3 separate regions of the Danio rerio genome follow, and all the other regions are linked to region 3. The links are chromatin contacts, called in public Hi-C and HiChIP or PLAC-seq maps. All regions are on one chromosome and are shown on one strand. Each heading gives the region's core, a stretch centred on a gene start, on an enhancer-like site or on the middle of the called end of the contact. The rest is flanking DNA. Distances are from core to core; before and after follow the strand shown.

Region 1 (3,037 bases), core at 525-3,024, 250 kb before region 3:
TTTAACCGAAGTTATTTGCCTTTTTATATGTTGTTCGACGCTTCAGTTTGGGTGTTTTCTGTTGTGTTTAAAAAACAAAAAACAAAACAAAAAAAACAGAAAGAGAAATTTCATGTTAAGTTTGTCGTTTCAGAGTTTGCGAAATGTACGCTCGACGTTTACATTTTATAATTGTCAAGTATCATATTTTTCAATGTTTGATTTTTCACAAATCTTCAGCTGTAAACTTAAACATTGAATACAATAAAGTATAATTCTCATGTTATTTTTGTGACGTTTCTTTTTATCTTGACTCCTTTCAGAACTTTGATTAGACTTTTAGACTTCAGTGTGTGTGTATATATATATTGCAAAGTAACAGTGCGTTTAGCAGAGGTGGGAGTAAAGGCTGATTTATACTTCTGCGTCAAACGTCGGCGTATGCTACGGCGCTGACGCACAGCCCTTCGCCGTGGCCGTCGCCGTCGCTGACGTGCACCTCTCAAAAAATGTAACTACACGTCGCAACGACGCATAGCGTAAGCTCTGTGATTGGTCGGCTTGGTAGCGCTGACGAGTCTGGGCGGGACCGAGAGCCGCGCGAATGGCGCGAACGATTGTTTACAAGTGTGGAGTCCCGTGAAGGAGCTCCGGATGGAAAGTTTTGTTTTGTGTTTACCTCATAGTTAAAGTTGCTGCACGTTCGCCGGTTCCTGCCTCAAAATGAGCGAGTTTGAGCCACTTGTACATCCCGGAAGTGTTCAGGAAAAACTAAAAAGCAGAGAAGAAACTCGACACAGAGGAATATTTACACCTCACTGCCAACTAGCGTTTCGGAAGTGTTAATACAGACCGACAGAGACAGCGCGCAGAAGTATAGTATATAGCCTACTGGCTTAGCAAAGAACAACAGGCAGGCAAAATACCAGCGGCCACGAGAAGGGTCTGGCTGCAGACCTGATGCAGTGCAATCTTGGCTGCATCCAATGCTTTTTAATGGGCTCACGTCACCTAACCCTATCCGTCACAGTGACGTCACTAGCTCCATTTGAGTGCATTGTGTCTGACATTGCATCGCTGAGTGATGCAGTCTCAGTTTGCATTATAAAGGCTGCATCCAGATACGATTGGCGGCCACTGTCATTTTAAGAAACAGAACCACTGCAATCAACAAACATGATTTTTTGTTTGTTTGTTCTAATACAATACTGCTTTGATATTGTTTTTTTGTTGTTGTTTACCATATCTCATTAAATGTGACATGCTTCATAAAGGCTTCGAATATAAAGGAATTGAAATGTCATAGTTTGAAAATATATTCATGTTTAAAAACACAGTAAATAGCATTAGTATTAACGTAAGTAGTAAAAAGATAATAAATAAATACATTTAATAATAATAATAAAAACAAATGAAAAAAATCAATAAAAATAAGTCAGAATAAACTACATAAAGCAATCAACATTTATGGATAAAACAGTTATATCAATCAGTATATTTACAATGATTCATATTTAATAATCTTGATCTCTCTCTCTCTCTCTCTTTTTATTTATGAACTTTAAATTGTTATTAATGTGTTACTTCTCTGCTAGTAGCTGTATTGCCTATTTTATAATTATGAATATTTTATATGTCGTATATACTTTTTCGGGGGTATTAATATAATTTTTGGCCATTATTTAAAGAAAAAAAACAATCCTGTCAATGTGACTTCCGCATCACGTTGCGCCGTTGTCTTTTAGAGCTCCGCCCATCGCTTCGGGTTTATGTTCTGATTGGCTAAAGCTCGCTTACGTTTGATTCAGTTTAAACTGGGGTCAGGCTGTCAGGCTGTCTGGAAGTGAAAACGGCGAGATCAAACTGATGATTTAATTCATGGAGATTGATGCGATTCTTGTAATTTTACGGTTTCCCTGAGAGTTTGAAGTCTCCGTGTCTGTTTATCCGGTCTTTTTAAATCAGGATTAAAGGAAAATGAGGCTTCGCTCGAGAACTGTTTTAAACGAAAACACAACGACACCGATTCGCCGCCGCCGAGCCGCTCCGGAGACACCGAGCCGGGAGAACGAGCCGGTCCAGAACCAGGTCAGTCCTGTTGAATTGTACAAAACAAGTGAAAATAAACCAGGATTTGTGTTTAGATGCGATTTATCGTGTGATTTCGTATTCAAAAGGATGTATTTAGGCCTAGTTAGCATAATGCTAACAAGAGATACGGCGAGCGAAATTAAACAACGTTCCTCTGATGATGTTTCATTAAAATATCATTATTAGATATTAATACATGTTGTTGTTCATGCGAATGATGTAGATTTGTGTATATGAACATAGTATTGGATGCTTCTGGTAAGTGTTTTGAGTGCTGTCCCACATATGTTTAGAGGCGGAGCCTATTCTCACTGATTGTCCAATAGGATTCCACTATTTAGAAAGGTATTTGGGAAGATCCATCTCGACCAATCAGCTTCTCTGTGTATTGGCGCTGAAGAAGCACATGGAAGTGTTTTTGTCATTAACACCAGAAATAGTACAGAATAAATGCAGTTAACAGGTTTTGTATGGGTCCTGGAAATCCTTGAAAATAGTTTAGTTTAATAATATAGTGTTTTCTCGTTTTAAAAATGCATATATTTTGCCCTAAGTGCTTTTTAATTGTTAATGAATGGGTATTAATAATTAAATTGGACACTTAAAAAAATAACTGATGTGAACGTAAAATAAAAGGTCTAAAATAGTGTAAATTATTGATATAATTAGTAGAAAGTAATTAGTTGCTTTAACTCATTTTTAAAAAGTAGTTTGAACAAACAGCAAACATCTTTTCTCGGTGTACTATTTTTTCTGGACCCTTTGCATAAACAGTGGGAGAAATCAAAATGCTTTGAGAACACCACCTCATTTGTAAACAATGGATGAATTTAAAATAAAAATAAATTTAAGAGGAAAATTAAATTACACATTCAAGATGTGAGCAAATAATGGCATTTAGGAGAGTAGATGACAGTAATTCAGTGTTGAGGCAAACCTTCTGTAAAAACTTTCCTGATAGTGTTCT
Region 2 (2,925 bases), core at 414-2,913, 200 kb before region 3:
AGACGCCGCGCTTTGAGAAACTGTCAATCACAGCTGTCAATCACGATGACACGCCCAGCATTAAATTACTGCTAAAAACAAACTGTTCACAAAAATGAAGATCTGCACCTATTTCAGCACAATAACCAGTGCCTTAATCCACCAGAACTATCTTTCGGGACATTTTATTGCAAGTGTAATATTTTTTTTTATTTGGGCTCAAGTCTCCTTCATTAACACGGAGGAGGCGGGCTTTATGACTTGTACTGCAGCCAGCCCCCAGGGGGCGATCTAACGGCCGAAACCTTCACTCAAACGTAGGCTTGCGGCACACTTGGGATAGCCCTGAAGTAAAGGGTGACTAAATAATGACAGAATTTACATATTTGGATGAACTGCTCCTTTAATGGAAGTAAACAGAAGCGCGCCGTCTAGTGGTGAGTTTGTAAAAAATAATAATGTAATGTAATAAGGTTTTACCAGTACTACTTTTTGTCCTCGCGTGGGGAATTTTTGCACCTGCTTGTGACTTAAGCAAGTGTTCATGTCATATATTAACTGATAACGCATTCTTATCTCACGGTTACGTGGACGTTCACATAGCCTACTTAAGTTTCTACTAATGCGAAGGCGTAGCTGATGAATAATAATTAGGTAATGCCTTTGGGCGCCCAATGGGAAGGTTACAAAAGTCAGCATTTCTGATTAATATTTAGAATACTGCTATACACCCCTCATCTTTTACAGTCTATGTACGCTCCCCGTAGTGAGGGAATCTCTGATGCGATTCATTTTTAGAATCGGCTCTTTCGAACAGATCATTTCGAAATGACTTGGATTTGTTACGTCATCACGTTGTTATGAAAATGCACTAACATTTTTCCAATGAAGTCTTTAAGCTTATATGGGGTTTCAATTACATTTGTCAACACAGTAATTTATTTAAAACTTGTTTAACTTCTCGGCTATTTCGGCTAATTTAATAAATTGATACATCAATGGAAAATTGTACAGACAAATGTACTGATTTTGATGAAAACATAACTTTCTGGGCCATAAAAGCGTTTTAACAGAAATATACAAGCAGAATAAATCCAAGAACAAAAGGTGATTCATTTTTATAACAAAAATGCAGATAGTTTATGTCCAATGAAGTAACAAATATCTTCAGTTCGGATCTGTTGAAGTGCGAACGATTCTCCTGACATGAACGACTCGGTCGAACGATTCAATAAGGAATCGGATCCTCCTTTCTAGTGTCATTCGTAAATTTGCACTTGTGTTATTGAGAAAACGACTCGTTTTAAAGTTTTGACCGACATTATTAAATGTATGCATGTATTAGATATAATATAAAAATGCACCATATTATAGGCTAACTCAGAATTAACATTAACTTACTTTTAGGGTAAAACAAAACATAACACAACTTCAGTGACTCGTGGGGCTGAATCGAGAGATTTGAAGCGAAAATTACCTTTAGACGCCGCGACTGTTGCAAGAGAGTGCATGTACGGAGTTTCCCAGCGCTCCATGACGGGTTTCCCCATGATCTCCAGGTGTGTGTCGGCCGCATTGTAGTCTGCGTTCGCGTCGTGCCACACTTGTTTGCAGTTTTCGCCCTTTGAGAAGATCGGCTGAGCGGCGCTCATGGTGGACTGCTGAATGTAGATTGCAGATGTGCAGATGTGGAGTGGCGTGAACGCGCGGTGGCTGAAGAGGTCGACTCTGCCGGGACTTGAGTGTTATATATTTAAAGAACTGCTGATTGTGCAAGAATCAGTGTAGTCCAACAGTGAGTGTTGATAAGGAGTCCTCTGAGCAGGGGGTTGGTCTTCACATGCAGCACTCTAGACAGCTGGAGCAGACTCTGATTCATGACGGTTAACCCAACAGCTGTAGCTCTCTGTGCTTTACTATTTAAAATGCCTCGATTATGCATACTCACGTGGCTAAAGCATGGCATAGTCAGTGATTGCTGGAGATGATAATCCAGATGCCCTTTGATATTGCTGTGCAAATCTGAGATATTGTCAAAATCTGTGACTCAACATCTGATTTAATAATGAAAATAAAAGCAATAAAATGCACAATATTTGTCAGTAATCTAATATAAACGAGTAAATTAGTTGTTTACTTCCACACGTTAATTGTTTTCCTCCACACGTGATGTCCTGTGGAATATCATGCTGGATAACAGACGTTGTCGAGTTTTGCATAAATTCATTAGTTTTGGTTTTGTCAAGTAAAAAAAGAGTTTGTTTTGTTTTCGACGTTTGTTTGAGTAAAAAGAGCGACTTAAATATATTATATTTAATTTTTTTCTATTATATATCATATACGCTATATAAAGTACTCTATATTAAATTTATTATAACAATTTGTATAATTATTATTATATTATGTTGAAAACAGCATTGTAGATTTTTTTCCAGCTTTCTTTGATGAATAAAAAGTTTAGAAGAGCAGCATTTATCTAGCGTAGAATTTTTTTGTATCATAATAACCATTATTATCATCACTTTTGATCAATTTAAACATCTTTGCCTAACTAGAAGTAATAATTGAACAAAAAATATTTCTGGCTCTTAAATGGTGCGTATACAAAGCTTTTTATTTCAGATAAATGCTGATCTTTCGATTCATTAAATATTACTGATATAAATATTCTGAATAGCTGAATAACTGCTAATAAATATTGATGATGCTAATATATATATATATATATATATATATATATATATATATATATATATATATATATATATATATATATATATATATAATATAATAATTAGGGGCCGACTTAACCAATAAGCAAGAAAAGCAACCAACCAATGCCAAGAAGCCTATATTAATCATCCTGAAGCAATTTTATAATCATATGTAACCAAATCTGTCTATAATCTTTAAGATTTTAACGTTATTATTTTCTAAACCAGAGAT
Region 3 (3,046 bases), core at 539-3,038:
CCAAGACTTTCAAGTCAATTTTTATGACCTAATGTTTCATGCAATGTGTACATATGAATGGTAAAAAAATAATGCTTGTTCATCCATTAATTTTCTTTTTGGCTTAGTCCCTTTATTAGTCCCCCGCCAACTTATTCAGCACATGATTTAAGCAGCGGATGCCCTTGCAGCTGCAACCCATCTTTAAGTAACATCCATACACACTCATTCAAACTCATACACACTGGGGGAAACCGGAGCACCCGGAGGAAACCCACACGAACACAGGGAGAACATGCAAACTCCACACAGAAACACCAACTGACACAGCTGAGGCTCGAATCAGCGACCTTCTTGCTGTGAGACAACAGCACTACCTACTGTGCCTCTGCGTCGCCGATGCATGTTCAAATCGCAACAATCTATTTAGTTTTAATTAATATTTATATCTATTTAAAATTGATTTAGACAACGCAAGTATACAGATATCTGTTTTCCATGACTTTTCCAAAACTTTGTGGGTGTTTCTGCTTTTTCAAAACTTTTCCAAGCCTGAAAAATGTCATGTCCAACTTCCATGACTTTTCCATGACCCTTTGAACAGTGTGATTTATTTTATCTTTGCCATGATGACGGTAAATAATATTTGACTAGATTTTTTTCAAGACTCTTCTATACAGTTTAAAGTGACATTTAAAGGCTTAACTAGGGTAAATAGGTCAACTAGGCAGGTTAGGGTAATTAGGTAAGCTATTGTATTGTATAACGATTCTTTGTTCTGCAGACTATCCAAAAATATATAGCTTAAAGGGGGCTAATAATTGTGACCTTAAAATGGATTTTAAAAAAATGTGTACTGCTTTTATTCTAGCCAAAATAAAAAAATAACACTTTCTTCAAAAGAAAAAATATTATCAGACATACTGTGAAAATTTCTTTGCTCTATTAAACATGATTTAGAAAATATGAAACAAAAATATTAATAAAAAGCAAAGGGGGGATAATATTTCTGATTTCAACTGTAGCCTTTTATTAGTGGCTTTAAATCTGAAGGTGGGATTTTGCACCCCTTTATCTTCCTTGTTAGGGCTGTTTCCATCTTAACAATGACAGCAACACAACAAATCAGGAAAAACAACAGTAACATGCACAGAAACATCTGTACAGAACACTACTGATATTGAGGCAAAGTTGGTCTTAGTTCAGTGACAACTTGTGACATACAATAACATGCAGGTATGACTTGAAAGCAACTTTAGCACGTTATTTATTTGACTGTGAACAATGTTGTGCTTTGATAGTCATTTGCTGCTGATATGATTTCACTATTTATAATTGCCAGCGAATACTTTTATGAAATTATATTATTATGGAGAACGTCTGAATGTGTAAATATAAAAGCAACTTTACCTCAATTACACTGATCCCTTTCTACAGAAGACGGAATGAGGAGGATGACAGCAAACATTCTAAACGGTTTAAAAAAACACATATTGAATTAGCATTATAACATGGCCATAAAAGGACTGTGTTAAAATACAAAGCTGAAGTGGCATTTTACGAAATAACGTTACATCTGTATAAAACATCAACAGCAGTGAATCAACACTCGTGATTTTTCAAGACATGTATTTAACGCAGGTTAACGATTATAGACCTTTACAGGGAGCAGAAATCAAAACTGTGAAACGACATATAACAATAACTTACCAAACATTAAATGAAAACGAATTTAGTAGTAAAATAATCAAATGCTGTTTTCACAATATTATTCCTCAACACTTCCTTGTTCGATTGTTCGAACCGAGCTGACTGTTAAAGAGTGTTTCGGTCATCAGCGCCTCTTGTGGACTGGAGATTTAGAGGTTTCACGTGCAAGGTAATGATGTAATAATAATGTAATATATAATGGTGTGATTGCATATTACGTTCATTCATTCATTTTCTTTTCAACTTAGTCCCTTTATTAATCCGTAGGAATTAACCGACAACTTATCCAGTATATGTTTTACGCAGCACTCTAAAAAATGTTGAGTTATTTATTTAACCCAATGGTTGAGTTAAACATATTTGGTGCATTGTTGTAGTATTTTTAACCTGTAGGTTATTAATTAATAACTCAACCAGCTGAGTTAAATATTTGGTGCTTTGATGGGTTATTTTTAACCTGTAGGTTATTTATTAATAACTCAACCAGCTGAGTTAAATATTTGGTACTTTGTTATGTTATTTCTAACCTTTATTTGCTTATTTATTTAATAACTCAACCAGTTGGGTTAAAAATGTTAAAATTAAATGTAAAAATTTCAACAGTCAACTGATTTAACTGACACAAAACAGCTGTATTATTATGCGTAACATTGTTTTTGAGTTATAAAGTTTATTTCAGCTGTAACCAGGCCCGGATTAAGAACTCAGGGCCTGGGCACATTATCTTGTAAGGCCCCTACCTGGCCACACCACTATAGCTTAATTAAAGAAATAAGAATAATATAATAATTTTAAATAAAATGAATCTATAATTTGTTGCCCAAATATTTAAATAAATGATATAAACATTTTTAGTCTACAAAGATTTAACTTATTTTTCAAATCACTGAAAAAAAATACTAATAAAACTAGTGAAAATTAATGTCTTTTAGTATACTTGTTCAAGTTCACTGACACAGTACAACATTATATATATTATTTACTGTAATCATGGCAAAGATAAAATAAATCAGTTATTAGAAATGAGTTTAAAACTATTATGTTTAGAAATGTGTTTAAAAAAATCTGTTCTTCGTTACACAGAAATTAGGGAAAAAATAATAGGGGTGCTAATAATTCAGGGGGGCTAATAATTCTGACTTTAACTGTATATGCACAAATATAATATTGTATAGCTTTCTATTAAAATATGAACCTAAAAGATAGATTTGTGAGGGGTGTACTACTATATATGCTGAGCACTGTATCTGTCAACATCTAAAGAAATGTGTTTTTGGGTTTAATTATCCTTTAAAATATATAATAAATTCACATTTAATAAAACATTTAACTTCAGTTTTTTTGAGCTCAGAAACAA

Evidence for each region. A called contact is a pair of places that touch in the nucleus more often than the background predicts. HiChIP or PLAC-seq counts read pairs in DNA pulled down with a chosen protein or histone mark.
Region 1: an H3K4me3 HiChIP or PLAC-seq map of embryo shows a contact between it and region 3, with 2.7 times the contacts expected there. The contact joins the promoter of ctdspl3 here to the promoter of babam1 in region 3. A contact is called at or near these places in 1 of 18 Hi-C or Micro-C datasets (an unstated tissue) and 1 of 4 datasets of contacts at active chromatin or transcription factors (embryo).
Region 2: a Hi-C map of hematopoietic stem cells shows a contact between it and region 3, with 2.7 times the contacts expected there. The contact joins the promoter of gamt here to the promoter of babam1 in region 3. A contact is called at or near these places in 3 of 18 Hi-C or Micro-C datasets (caudal fin, hematopoietic stem cells and an unstated tissue) and 1 of 4 datasets of contacts at active chromatin or transcription factors (embryo).

The regions. Positions count from the first base shown.
Region 1 is chr11:5,942,308-5,945,344 of GRCz12tu, forward strand. ctdspl3 (CTD (carboxy-terminal domain, RNA polymerase II, polypeptide A) small phosphatase like 3) reads left to right here and starts at 1,775. Exons shown (of 11, transcript XM_021479700.2): 1 at 1,775-2,067. The coding sequence starts at 1,957.
Region 2 is chr11:5,990,718-5,993,642 of GRCz12tu, forward strand. gamt (guanidinoacetate N-methyltransferase) reads right to left here and starts at 1,664. Exons shown (of 6, transcript NM_001105595.1): 1 at 1,457-1,664. The coding sequence starts at 1,631.
Region 3 is chr11:6,193,873-6,196,918 of GRCz12tu, forward strand. It overlaps babam1 (BRISC and BRCA1 A complex member 1), which reads right to left and starts at 1,789. Exons shown (of 10, transcript NM_001003752.2): 1 at 1,690-1,789; 2 at 1,390-1,448. All of the region lies in intron 1 of LOC141376513, which reads left to right.